2 separate regions of the Mus musculus genome follow, and region 1 is linked to region 2. A link is a contact called in public HiChIP or PLAC-seq data. All regions are on one chromosome and are shown on one strand. The core of a region is the stretch at or near the end of the contact, and the rest is flanking DNA. Distances in the headings are between cores, read along the strand shown. Region 1 has its middle 50 kb from the start of Adgrf1. Region 2 has its middle 42 kb from the start of Tnfrsf21.

Evidence for each region. HiChIP or PLAC-seq counts read pairs in DNA pulled down with a chosen protein or histone mark.
Region 1: a contact with region 2 is called in an HNF4G HiChIP or PLAC-seq map of pancreatic cancer cells. The contact joins two enhancer-like sites. A contact is called at or near these places in 1 of 15 datasets of contacts at CTCF or cohesin (large pre-B cells), 6 of 484 Hi-C or Micro-C datasets (bone marrow-derived macrophages and embryonic stem cells) and 3 of 115 datasets of contacts at active chromatin or transcription factors (embryonic basal ganglia, extraembryonic endoderm stem cells and pancreatic cancer cells).

What each region holds. Positions count from the first base shown.
Region 1 is chr17:43,217,516-43,222,991 of GRCm38.p6, forward strand. No RefSeq gene overlaps it. Among named protein-coding and RNA genes, the nearest start is that of Adgrf1, 50 kb to the right of the region's middle. Within about 2 kb of position 2,411, at least 8 of the 459 cell types and tissues checked have an H3K27ac peak or open chromatin away from gene starts, as enhancers often do. A contact at or near this core is called in pancreatic cancer cells, where this site is marked.
Region 2 is chr17:42,971,692-42,977,091 of GRCm38.p6, forward strand. No RefSeq gene overlaps it. Among named protein-coding and RNA genes, the nearest start is that of Tnfrsf21, 42 kb to the right of the region's middle. Within about 2 kb of position 4,055, at least 10 of the 459 cell types and tissues checked have an H3K27ac peak or open chromatin away from gene starts, as enhancers often do. A contact at or near this core is called in pancreatic cancer cells, where this site is marked.

The sequences.
Region 1 (5,476 bases), core at 1,161-3,660, 240 kb after region 2:
ACTCCCCTCTACCCTCTTGTCTCCCGAGTATGCAGTTCCTAGTCAGCTAAAATGAACAACAAACCCAAACAGAAACCCTACACTTGAGAGTCCCTGGTAACTGCAAAGAATTTCTCTGGGTCAGAGATCAATAATTTCCTTTTCTCTCCTGATGAAGAAACAGGCTGTAAATATTTTCATCTATGTGAACCACAAGGCCTCCCCAGAACAAGCATGTGGCTTTGCTGTGGAAGGCAGGAGCTGATGTGGGCGTTTCTCTGACATAGCGTGGCTGGATTTGGCCTGTGGGTTGTGGCTTTCCAACCCTTCCTTCAAAGTTAGCAATTGAGTCTTTGGCACCAGCAGCAACAGAACAGTAATGCGCTGTTTTTAAAATTTCCTGACACCTTGAATACATTTTTCCCCTGCTATGTGTTCACATGCTTTAAAAAAAGCTATGAAAAGTTCTTGACCATCTCATCCAAATCGTTAGACACTCCTTCAGTCGAATGCATTATTGGGTTGGGATTTCGTCTTACGGATATATAAAGAAGTGAGTTTGCACAGTACTATGGCCAGGCACCTCACCACACTGTGTGTTCTGTCTCTCTCATGCACACCTATGCAGGACAGACATCAATGGCAAACTTTTCATTCTATAGATACATCATTTATAACAAAGTTTATTAAAACATCAATAGTTGATTAGTCACAGTACAATTATCAATGTTTTGGTTTATTTTTGAAGATAGGGCTCCTCTGTGTAACTTCGACTGTCTCAGAACTCGCTCTGCACACCAGGCCGGCCTCAAACTCAGAGATCCACCAGCCTCTGCCTCCTGAGTGCTGGAATTAAAAAAGTAAGCGCCACCACTGTCCCGCCAATTGTTCTTTTTAATGTTCTTTTGGTGTGTGCACACATATGGAGACCCGAGGCCACAGTCTACCTTTTTATTTTATTTTTTGAGAAAGGAACACAAATGACCCAGAAATCACTGACTGGATGAGGCTGTTTGGGCATTAAGCCCCAGGGAGCTACTGTTTCACACCTCAAGCGTGCTGGTATCGGAAGCATACACTACCATGTCTGGCTCACTTTATATGGGTTCTGGTGATGTCACTGGGGTCTCTCTAGCCCTTAAGAACACTAAAAAAAAAACATTTTTCTGAATTGTGAGTAGAGAGTATGCATTCATTTTTGTCCATAGGACAAATGAAAACCATGAAGTCCTGTTCAGTATATCATATACTAGGAGGAGAAAGAATTTTGAAGAGACTTGGGATTCGGGAAGAAATGCTGGAAGAAAAGCAAGCCTGGAATCTTCCCATACTCCATTTTCCAAGGGAAGGTTGGGTGTAAATACTGGGAACACTTAAAGATAGCATTGTGCTTCCTTTTTGGAATTCCTCAAGGGAAAACACAGGGACAGGGAGCAGAAGTGTCAGGCTGACAAGCGACCTTCCCACGCCGTCCTGTGTTCAGAAGAGGAAAGATTGCTCTAAATATTTGAATGAAGGAAAATGAGATTTAAAATGAGCTCCTGGCTGTGTGTTTGTTTTAAAGAACTACTAACATGCTCCCTTTTCCTTAGCTTGGAGTGATCTCAGCCTAATGCGCTAAAAAACCCCAAATCTGCCTTTTCCAAAAGGTTGTGGGAAATAGAAGGGATAGAAGACCTGGGCTTCTTCGTGCAGTTCACCCAATCCCTATTCACTTCGTCCTCACAACTGACCTCTGTTCATGATAAGGGCAAATAATAGATTAACTCAGAAATCCCTTCCTTTGGAGCATTGTCTACTCTTTGGGGATATTGTCTATTCTTTGGGAACACTACCTACACCTTGAGAAGACTGACTATACTATGGGAGCACTACCTACCTTTTGGGAGCACAGCCTATCTCTTCAGAGTACTGCCCAAACCATGGGAACATTATCTATCCTTCAGGGTCACTTCTATTCTCTGGGAGCACTTTATATCTTGGGAGCACTGCCTACCTATTGGACAACTGTCTAACCTTTGTGAGCTTTGCCTCACACAGTGGTCCTCGTCCTTGACTGCACATGAGCCATACTGGGGTATCTACTGGCTTCAGATCTCAGGGGTAGATGCTGCTCGTGATAGTTCTCTTTAAAGTTACCCAGGCAGTGCCATTACTAAGCAGAGGTTAAGAATGGTCCAAGGGCAGATGATCTACTAGTCCTGACAGTTTCATGTCCTATGACAGGAGTGCTAGTCACAGAGTAGGAGGAAGAGCTCAGTCGTGCATTTGAAAGGGATGTTCTCTGTAAGACTCGCACTAGAAGGGATGCCCTTGCTAAATCTCAAAGAAAGATGGGTAATTGTTTACCAAGCCAGACAAAGGTGGGTGCGGTAGGGTGCATTCCACCAAAGGAGTGAGCCACGATAAGGCAAAGTAGTGTGATGTGTCAGGGTGGACCCTGAAGCTGTGCTTGAAGGGATGGGCAGTTTATCTTTCTGCTTGAGTGACAAAACTCCACAATAAGATGATTCACATATCAGAAATGCATTGTGTCACAGTTCTGGAACCTGGGATTTCTATCTTAAGGTATCTGAAAGGTTGGTCTTCTTTTCTGGTGATGTTCTTGCTAAGTTGTCAGCCCTCCATCCTGGGTGAAGCTACAGAAAGCGTCTGTGTCCTTAGTGGCCTGCTGGCATTTCCACCAAGTGACCCTATCACCTTCAACTTGCTGCCTTAGTTTGCTTTCTGTCGTTTTGATAACTATGGTGACCAAAAGCAATTTAGGGAGGAAAGGGTTTTTTTCATCTTACACTGTCCATCATCAAGGGAAGCCAGCCAGAGCACGAACTCAGGGCAGGAGCTTAGAGAGGAAACCGTGGAGAAGTGCTGTTTATTGTGGTGGAATAATTAATATCTTGTATAGTTTTCTAACTCAGCTAGTTCCCAAGGAATTGAGAGAGATCTAAGGATTTATTCAAATGAGCTTAAAAGCATAATAATTGGGCAGGTACCTTTAAACTAATTTTCTAAGCCAGTCTGGCCACCTCCCAGCTACACACCCCAAGTTCTTTGCCAGTATTTGTCATTTGTCCTGACTGGGCTGAATCCACTCCATCAGGCTACATTCCTGATAGGTTATTTCTCCATTGCCAATGAAAAGAACCAATTCAAGTCAGATTAGATTATATATTAAAGGCAGATTTATTGGGAAGCTGCTGTTGGACTAGTTCACTGGCCCCAAGGACCTCTGCCAGGGAAATCACTATGGGGAGGGGGGAAGGGGAAGAGAAATAAAGAAAGGGCGACAGAGTGCAGAGACGGAAGAGAGAGAAGGAAAAGGAGGGAGAGAGGAGAAAGCAAAATGTCTGGATTACATAGGGAAGAGCCTCTGGGGGAAGGGCAGCCTAGCCCTTGTGCTGGAAAGTTTAGGGCTGGGGGGCAGAGTATGCCAGGTAGGGACTGAGGGATGCTGGAAGAACCTTGAGGCTAGGTCTGCTTTGATGTGTAAAATATGCACCTCAGTCCCTTGTCCAGGGTTCCAAAACCAAACAGTTTTTCTCTGCATCCTCTCTTTCTCCCATTTCTTCTCTTCTCTTTTTATTTTTTTCTCCTTCATGGCTCCACCTCTGACCCCAAGCTTGGGAACGCCAATCTCATCTACTTCTCTTCTGCCCAATTATTGGCTGGTTTTGTTTGTTAGTTAATTTGTTTTGTTTTTTATTATTAACCAATCAACTCTAAATTGGGGAGCAAGGTTTACACAGCAAAGGTCAGTGTATATGAAAATGCACTCCTCTGGACAGCAATCAGCTCTTGGGGTTCAGAATTTAGCATCTGTATACATAGCACCAGACCAATCCCCAGTGGCTTACCGGCTTACTCATGGGCACATGCTCAGCTAGCTTTCACATACAGCCTAGGCCTACCTTCTCACAATGGGCTGTGTCCTCCCACGTCAGTCATCAATCCAGATAGTTTTTCACAGACATGGTGTCTTAATTACTACTGTTCTACTGCTGTGAAGAGACACTATGACCAAAGCGACTTTTATAAAAGGCAAGATTTAATTGTAGGCCTGTTTACTATTTCAGAGGTTGGCCCATTATCATTGTGGCATCATGGATGCACATAGGCATGGTGCTGGAGCAGTAGCTGAGAATTCTACATCCTGACCCACAAGCAGCAAAAGGGAACCTGGCCTATAGCATGGGATTTAGAAACCTCAAAGCCCACCTGCAGGGACAAACTTCCTCCAACAAAGCCATACCTACTCCAACAAGGCTATACCTCCTAATCCTTCTAATCCATTCAAATAATACTACTCCCTGGTGACTAAGCTTTCAAATATATGGGCCAATAGGGATCATTTTTATTCAAACCACCACACATGGTTACAGATAAATTTGATCAAGGCAACTTTTCAACCCTCTTCCCAGGTGAGTCTAGTGTGTTTGCTAGTTTCATTTTGACACAAACTAGAGGTTTTGTTTGTTTATTTATTTATAACAGACCTCAGTTGAGACAATGTCCCTACTGTGTTGGCCTGAAGGCAAGTCTATAGTGCATTTTCTTAATTGATAATTTATGGGTTTTGTAGTTCTGGTTTGCATAAGAAATTAGGCTGAGCGAGGCTTGGAGAGCAAACCAGTAAGATGCCCTCCTCAATGGCTTTTTTTTTTTTAAGTTCCTGCCTCCAGGTTCCTGCCCTGCTTGAGTTCCTACCTTGACTTGCTGTGATGAAGGCCTGTGATGTGGAAGTATAACTCAGAAGTAAACATTTTCTTCCCAAAGTTGGGCTTTTGGTCATGATATTTTACCACAGCTATAGAAACTAAGACATTTTATGTAGTGTCAAGTAGACAATCAAACTAACTGAGGATGCTCCCCACCCCTAAATAAATTCCTTTGAACTGTAGTTGTCTCCATTTGTATTTTAAACATTACTATTCTTGGCAAATCCCCCTCATTCTTGTCAGTGCACAGGGGCTAATTTTGGAGACCATGATCCACAGTATTTTTGGCTGCTTCTCCTGCACCAGTGAAATGGCCATAACACTGGCTTAAAGGCTACTATATAAAAATGTCAGAAGTCAGAGTGGGAGAGATGGCAAGCGTATTATTGCCTTTGGGAAATTAGTGGCCTGAGTTTTCATCAAGAGAACAGCTATATAGTGGCTAGAGATGGCTCAGTGGTTAGGAATGCTTACTGCTCTTACAGAAGAACCAGGCTCAGTTCCTAGTGCCTTCATCAGGTGCCTCATAACTTCCTATAACTCCGATTTCAGGTGACCTAATGCCATCTTCTGACCTCCACATGCTCTTCAATTCGCATGGTACACAGGTTTACATATGTATGAATAAAATAAGAAAACATAAAAAATATAAAGAGAACTGCTATACAATTTCCCCTCTAAACATTTTAACATTCTCCAGGAGGTCTCCAGGAGAGGACAGCCTAAGCGTTAGAGACAGTGGGACCCTTTTGAGCACAGCATGTCTTTGTGAGCTCTTTGAT
Region 2 (5,400 bases), core at 2,805-5,304:
CAAGGGTACCCACATTCATAAAAGAAACTCTACTAAAGCTTAAACCACACATTGCACCTCACACAATAATACTGGAAGTCTTCATCACCCCACTCTTATCAATAGACAGATCATGGAAACAGAAACTAAACAGAGACACATTGAAGCTAACAGAAGTTATGGACCAAATGGATTTAAGAGATATCTATAGAACATTTCATCCTAAAACATATACCTTCTTCTCAGCACCTCATGGTACCTTCTCCAAAACTGACGATATAATCTGTCACAAAACAGGCCTCAACAGATACAAGAATATTGAAATAATCCCATGCATCCTATAAGATCACCATGGACTAAGGCTGGTCTTCAATAGCAACACAAATAACAGAAAACTCACATATATATGAAAGCTAAACAACATCCTACTCAATGATAACTTGGTTAAGGAAGAAATAAGGAAATTAAAGACTTTTTTTTTTTTTTTGGTTTGTTTGTTTGTTTCAAGACAAGATTTCTCTGTGTAGCCTGGCTGTCCTGGAACTCATTTTGTAGACCAGGCTGGCCTCAAACTCAGAAATCCACCTGCCTCTGCCTCCCAAGTGCTGGGATTAGAGGCATGTGCCACCACTGCCTGGCAAATAACATTTTAGACAGCTGTGAGCCATCAAGCAGTTGCTGGGACTTGAACCAGGGTCCTTTAGAACCACAGTCAGCACTCTTACCCACTGAGCTAACACTCCAGCATGGCTTTTTAGAATTTAATGGAAATGAAGGTACAATATACCCAAACTTATGGGATACAATGAAAGCAGTGTTAAGAGGAAAACTCAGCTCTGAGTGCTTCCAAAAAGAAATTGGAGAAAGCATACACTAGCAGCCTGATAGGACACCTGAAAACTCTAGAACAAAAAGAAACAAATATACCCAAGAGGAATAGATGGCAGGAAATAATCAAACTCAGGGCCAAAATCAACCAAGTAGAAACAAAAGGAACTATACAAAGAATCAACAAAACCAGGAGCTGGTTCTTTGAGAAAATCAACAAGATAGATAAACCCTTAGCCATACTAACCAGAGGGCAGATAGACAGTATACAAATTAACAAAATGAGAAATGAAAAAGGAGATATAACAACAGAAACTGAGGAAATTAGAAAAATCATCAAATTCCACTACAAAAGCTTATGTTCAATAAAACTGGAAAATCTGGATGAAATGGACAATTTTCTAGATAGATACCAAGTACCAAAGTTAAATCAGGCTCAGATAAACCATCTAAACAGTTCCATAACCCTTAAAGAAATAGAAACTGTCATTAATAGTCTCCCAACCAAAAAAAAGCAAGGATGGGTTTAGTGCAGAGTTCTTTCAGACATTCAAAGAAGACCTAATACCAATACTCTTCAAACTATTCCACAAAGTAGAAACAGAAGGAACACTACCCAGTTCATTCTATGAAGTCACAGTTATACTGAGTGTTCTCCCTTGGAGATGGAACGGTTTCTGTCTAATCAGGAGCTTGTCTCAATTTTCTTTCATAGGGATGGTTTTCTACTTCTGTCATGTTTAACGTTCCAAATAGATTTTTAAAAACTGGTTGAGTGCATATTACTTTTAGCTTCAGAAGATATCATATATATTTAAGAGACATTTAACTATTACAAATTGTTTTGATGAACTTAAAAATATCAATACTGAGTTGTATATTTCAAAATAAATTTTATTAGTTTAATGAAAAAAATTAAATGTACAAGGACCAAGACACCCTAGCTTTGATAGTGCATCTGAAACCAAGAGAAGGTAGAAGAAAGAATAAGAGTAACAATGATGGCTTCTCTCCAGTTTACTTTTACTTTCTCCATTCTTAGGTCTTCTCAACTTTCTCAGAATACAATATTTCTGCATTTGGAGAAAAACTTAGTAAGTGTTAAATATTAATAAATAAAATATTAATAAACAAACCACAAAGTTCTAGTCCTTTGTTGTTGTTTTTCTGAGACGAGGTCTCACTGTGTAGCCCTGGTGGGTGAGGCTGGAACTCATTATGTTGACCAGGCTGGCCTTGAACTTTCAGAGATCTACCTGCTTCTGTTTTTTGAGTGCTGGGGTTCAAAGATGTCTACCACACACACTCTTAGTCTTTGTTAAAACCCCCAAATCCTAATGTCCAAATCAAGAATTATTTTATTATTTTTTAAAGATTTATCTTTTATTATATATATATGATGAGTACACTGTACTGTCTTCATACACAGCAGAAGAGGGCATCGAATCCCATTACAGATGGTTGTGAGCCACCATGTGGTTGCTAGGAATTGAACTCAGGATCTCTGGAAGAGCAGCCAGTACTCTTAACCACTGAGTCATGTCTCCAGCCCTATGTGGGGGTATGTTGATATCTGAGTGTAAATGCCTTTGGAGGCCAGAAGTGAGTATTGGATCCCCTGGAGCTGGAGTTACGTTTGTAAGCCATCCCATTGATAAATTGTAGGTGCTGGCGTTAAGACCTACGCAAGAGCAGTATGTGCTCTTAACTGCAGCGCCATCTCCCTAGTTAGTCCCAGTGACTACTATTGCTCAATTCTAAAAGAACGCCCTCCAGAGGCGCCTGCTTTGCATGCTCTTTCTTGTTGTTTAGCATTTCATCCTTCTGCCCTTTCCCCCTCCTGTCACGGAATCACACAGGTGCCTCAAGGCCCTACCTTAATTCTACACTACCCTTTAAGGTTGAGTACCACTCTGGTAACCTCAGACCCATTTTCCAGTGGTATGTAGGAACAGCTAAAGGGGCTAGGCGTTCTGCATTCCATCAGTATAAACAGGTGCATGGTAGTGGAGAGAATTCTGATATCTAAAGAAATAACAGGCAATACTTAGCTATATATGCATCTTTCAGATTCAAGGCGACTCATGTGGATGATCACTTGGGTGCAAATGTGAGAAAAATTTTGATATCTTACTTTTAAAAGACATCTTGCCAAATTTGACTTTGAATTTCATTTGAATTTGACTTTGGGGAACACGTTCTCTACAGTAGTAAGTGCATCTGTTGGTATGTAAGGCAAGCTGCTAGGACCAATCTTATAAGAAGAACAAGGCAGTCTTTACAGGGTAAATGATAGACCAATGAGTTTAAATGGGATAAGGTATAGAAAGTTCATTGCATGGCTATCACTTCAGATTTCATATTGCAACTAACCTTTAAGGTACCACCAATGAACCCTTTCTTTTGGAGACAGGGTCTTATAACCTAACCTGGCCTCCAACCCTTGATATAGCCAAGGATAACTTTGAACTCTTGGTCTTCCTGCCTCCACTTCCTGAGTTACGGGATCACAGACACACAGCATCATGACTGATTTAGGACAAATAAAAGTTTGTGTGCCTCTCTCTCTCTCTCTCTCTCTCTCTCTCTCTCTCTCTCTCTCTGTGTGTGTGTGTGTGTAATATTGTACACGTTTAGATTTGTGTAGGCACACATGCATGTGCTCACATGAGTGTGTGTTGAGTGTAGAGTTCTGAGGCTAACAGAGATTTTTCCTTAGTAACTTCCCACCTTAGTCACTGAGGTAGGTTCTCTTAGCTGCACCCAGAGTTCGGGGATAAGGGTAATCTAGATAGCCGTCTTGTTCTGGGGATCCCCTCTTTCCATTAGTTTCCCAGGTTGCAATTACAAATGGCAGACATGCCCATCTGGCACTTACATGGGTTTGGGGGCATCCGATAGGAGTTCTCATACTTGTGGGAAAGGGGCTCTATCCACTGACCTATCTCCTCAAGCCAAGGAAAATAAACGGTTGAGAGCATGTGAGAATCGAGATCAAGAGAAGCCTTTCAAGTTGGCATCCTGCCATGGAATTTGCCAAGAGGGAAGATAAGCTATTGTATTTCCTGCTGTTCTATGGGGAGAGCGTGTTATGGTTAGCCTTTTAATATCTGGCATGTAAACAGTACGAAGAAAAGGCCGAGAGGGTGGCGTGGGAGAAGAGGCACTGTGCCTCAGGAAATCTGCTAGCCAAGTTCACAAACCAAACTCTGCTTCCTTTCCATCTGGCAGCGAGCATCGGGTGACAGGAGATGGGTGGACACACGTACACACTGGAGCCGCGGAAGAAACAGCGTTGGTGGTGCTGTGTAGTATGGCTATGTAGTCTGCGCTCCACAGGGCTCCCCGCCCCACCTGGCTATATGCACAGCCAAGCGAGGTTATGTCAGAGTCAGAATTCATGCTCACTGTGGTGGCCTCAAACACGTATTTTCTCGGCCTTCAGTTTAGGGAAAGCCTGGTTATTTTTTTGGTGCTAATCATCTAAAGTTTGCTGAGGCCTGCAGGCTGTTAGTGAGGAGAGAGGTGGGTGCTACTCCAGAATTCTTTCTGTGTTGGAAAAAATTCTGTAAACCAATTATTTGATGTTATATTTATTGATCCATCCTATAAACTCTCAGAAGAAACTCGACACCCAGTCCACAAGCCCAGAAAAGTTTATGGGCTGACATCTGCGGCTTATAAAGGTTTTTGTTTTGTTTTGTTTTAAAGATTTATTTATTTATTTATTTATTTATTTATTTATTTAAAGTATATGAGTACAATATAGCTGTCTCCAGACACACCAGAAGAGGGCATCAGATCTTATTGCAGATGGCTGTGAGCCACCATGTGGTTGCTGGGAATTGAACTCAGGACCTCTGGAAGAACAGTCCGTGCTCTTAACCACTGAGCCATCTCTCCAGCCCCCGGTTGTAAGTTTTACCACATTATTGGTGGTTCTCATCACGCATCTTAGAGAAGGACAGTACTTCTCAGCTCTACAGTTACTGCTAGCATAAGCAATGTGTGTAAAATTCCTACCGAGCAAACAATCTAGGACAGTCAGATCGTTTTAAAAGATTTATTTATTTATTTATTTATTTATTTATTTATTTATTTATTTATTATATGTAAGTATACTGTAGTGTACTTACACTCCAGAGGAGGGAATCAGATCTCATTACAGATGGTTGTGAGCCACCATGTGGTTGCTAGGATTTGAACTCAGGACCTTCAGAAGAGCAGTCAGTGCTCTTAACCACTGAACTAGTCAGATCGTTTTAAAAGTGTTAGCTGACTGTCAAAAATTAGTCTGCAGTGCCTGGGGAGCTGACTCAATGGTTAGGAGCACTGGGTGTTCTTCCAGAGGACCTAGGTTCATTTCCCACCACCCACATGGGGCTACAACCTTCTCTAACTCTAGTTCCAGGAGATCCAGTACTTTCTTCTAGTCTCCCAGGGCACTGTACACACATAGTGCACAGACATACAGGCAGGCAAAGCACACAGACATAAAAATAAATGTACCTTTTAAAAATGCCTGAAAATCTGAAGTTTATTTCATGTATGCGCTAAAGAATTATAGTAGTTTTGAAGACTGCGATGTACATC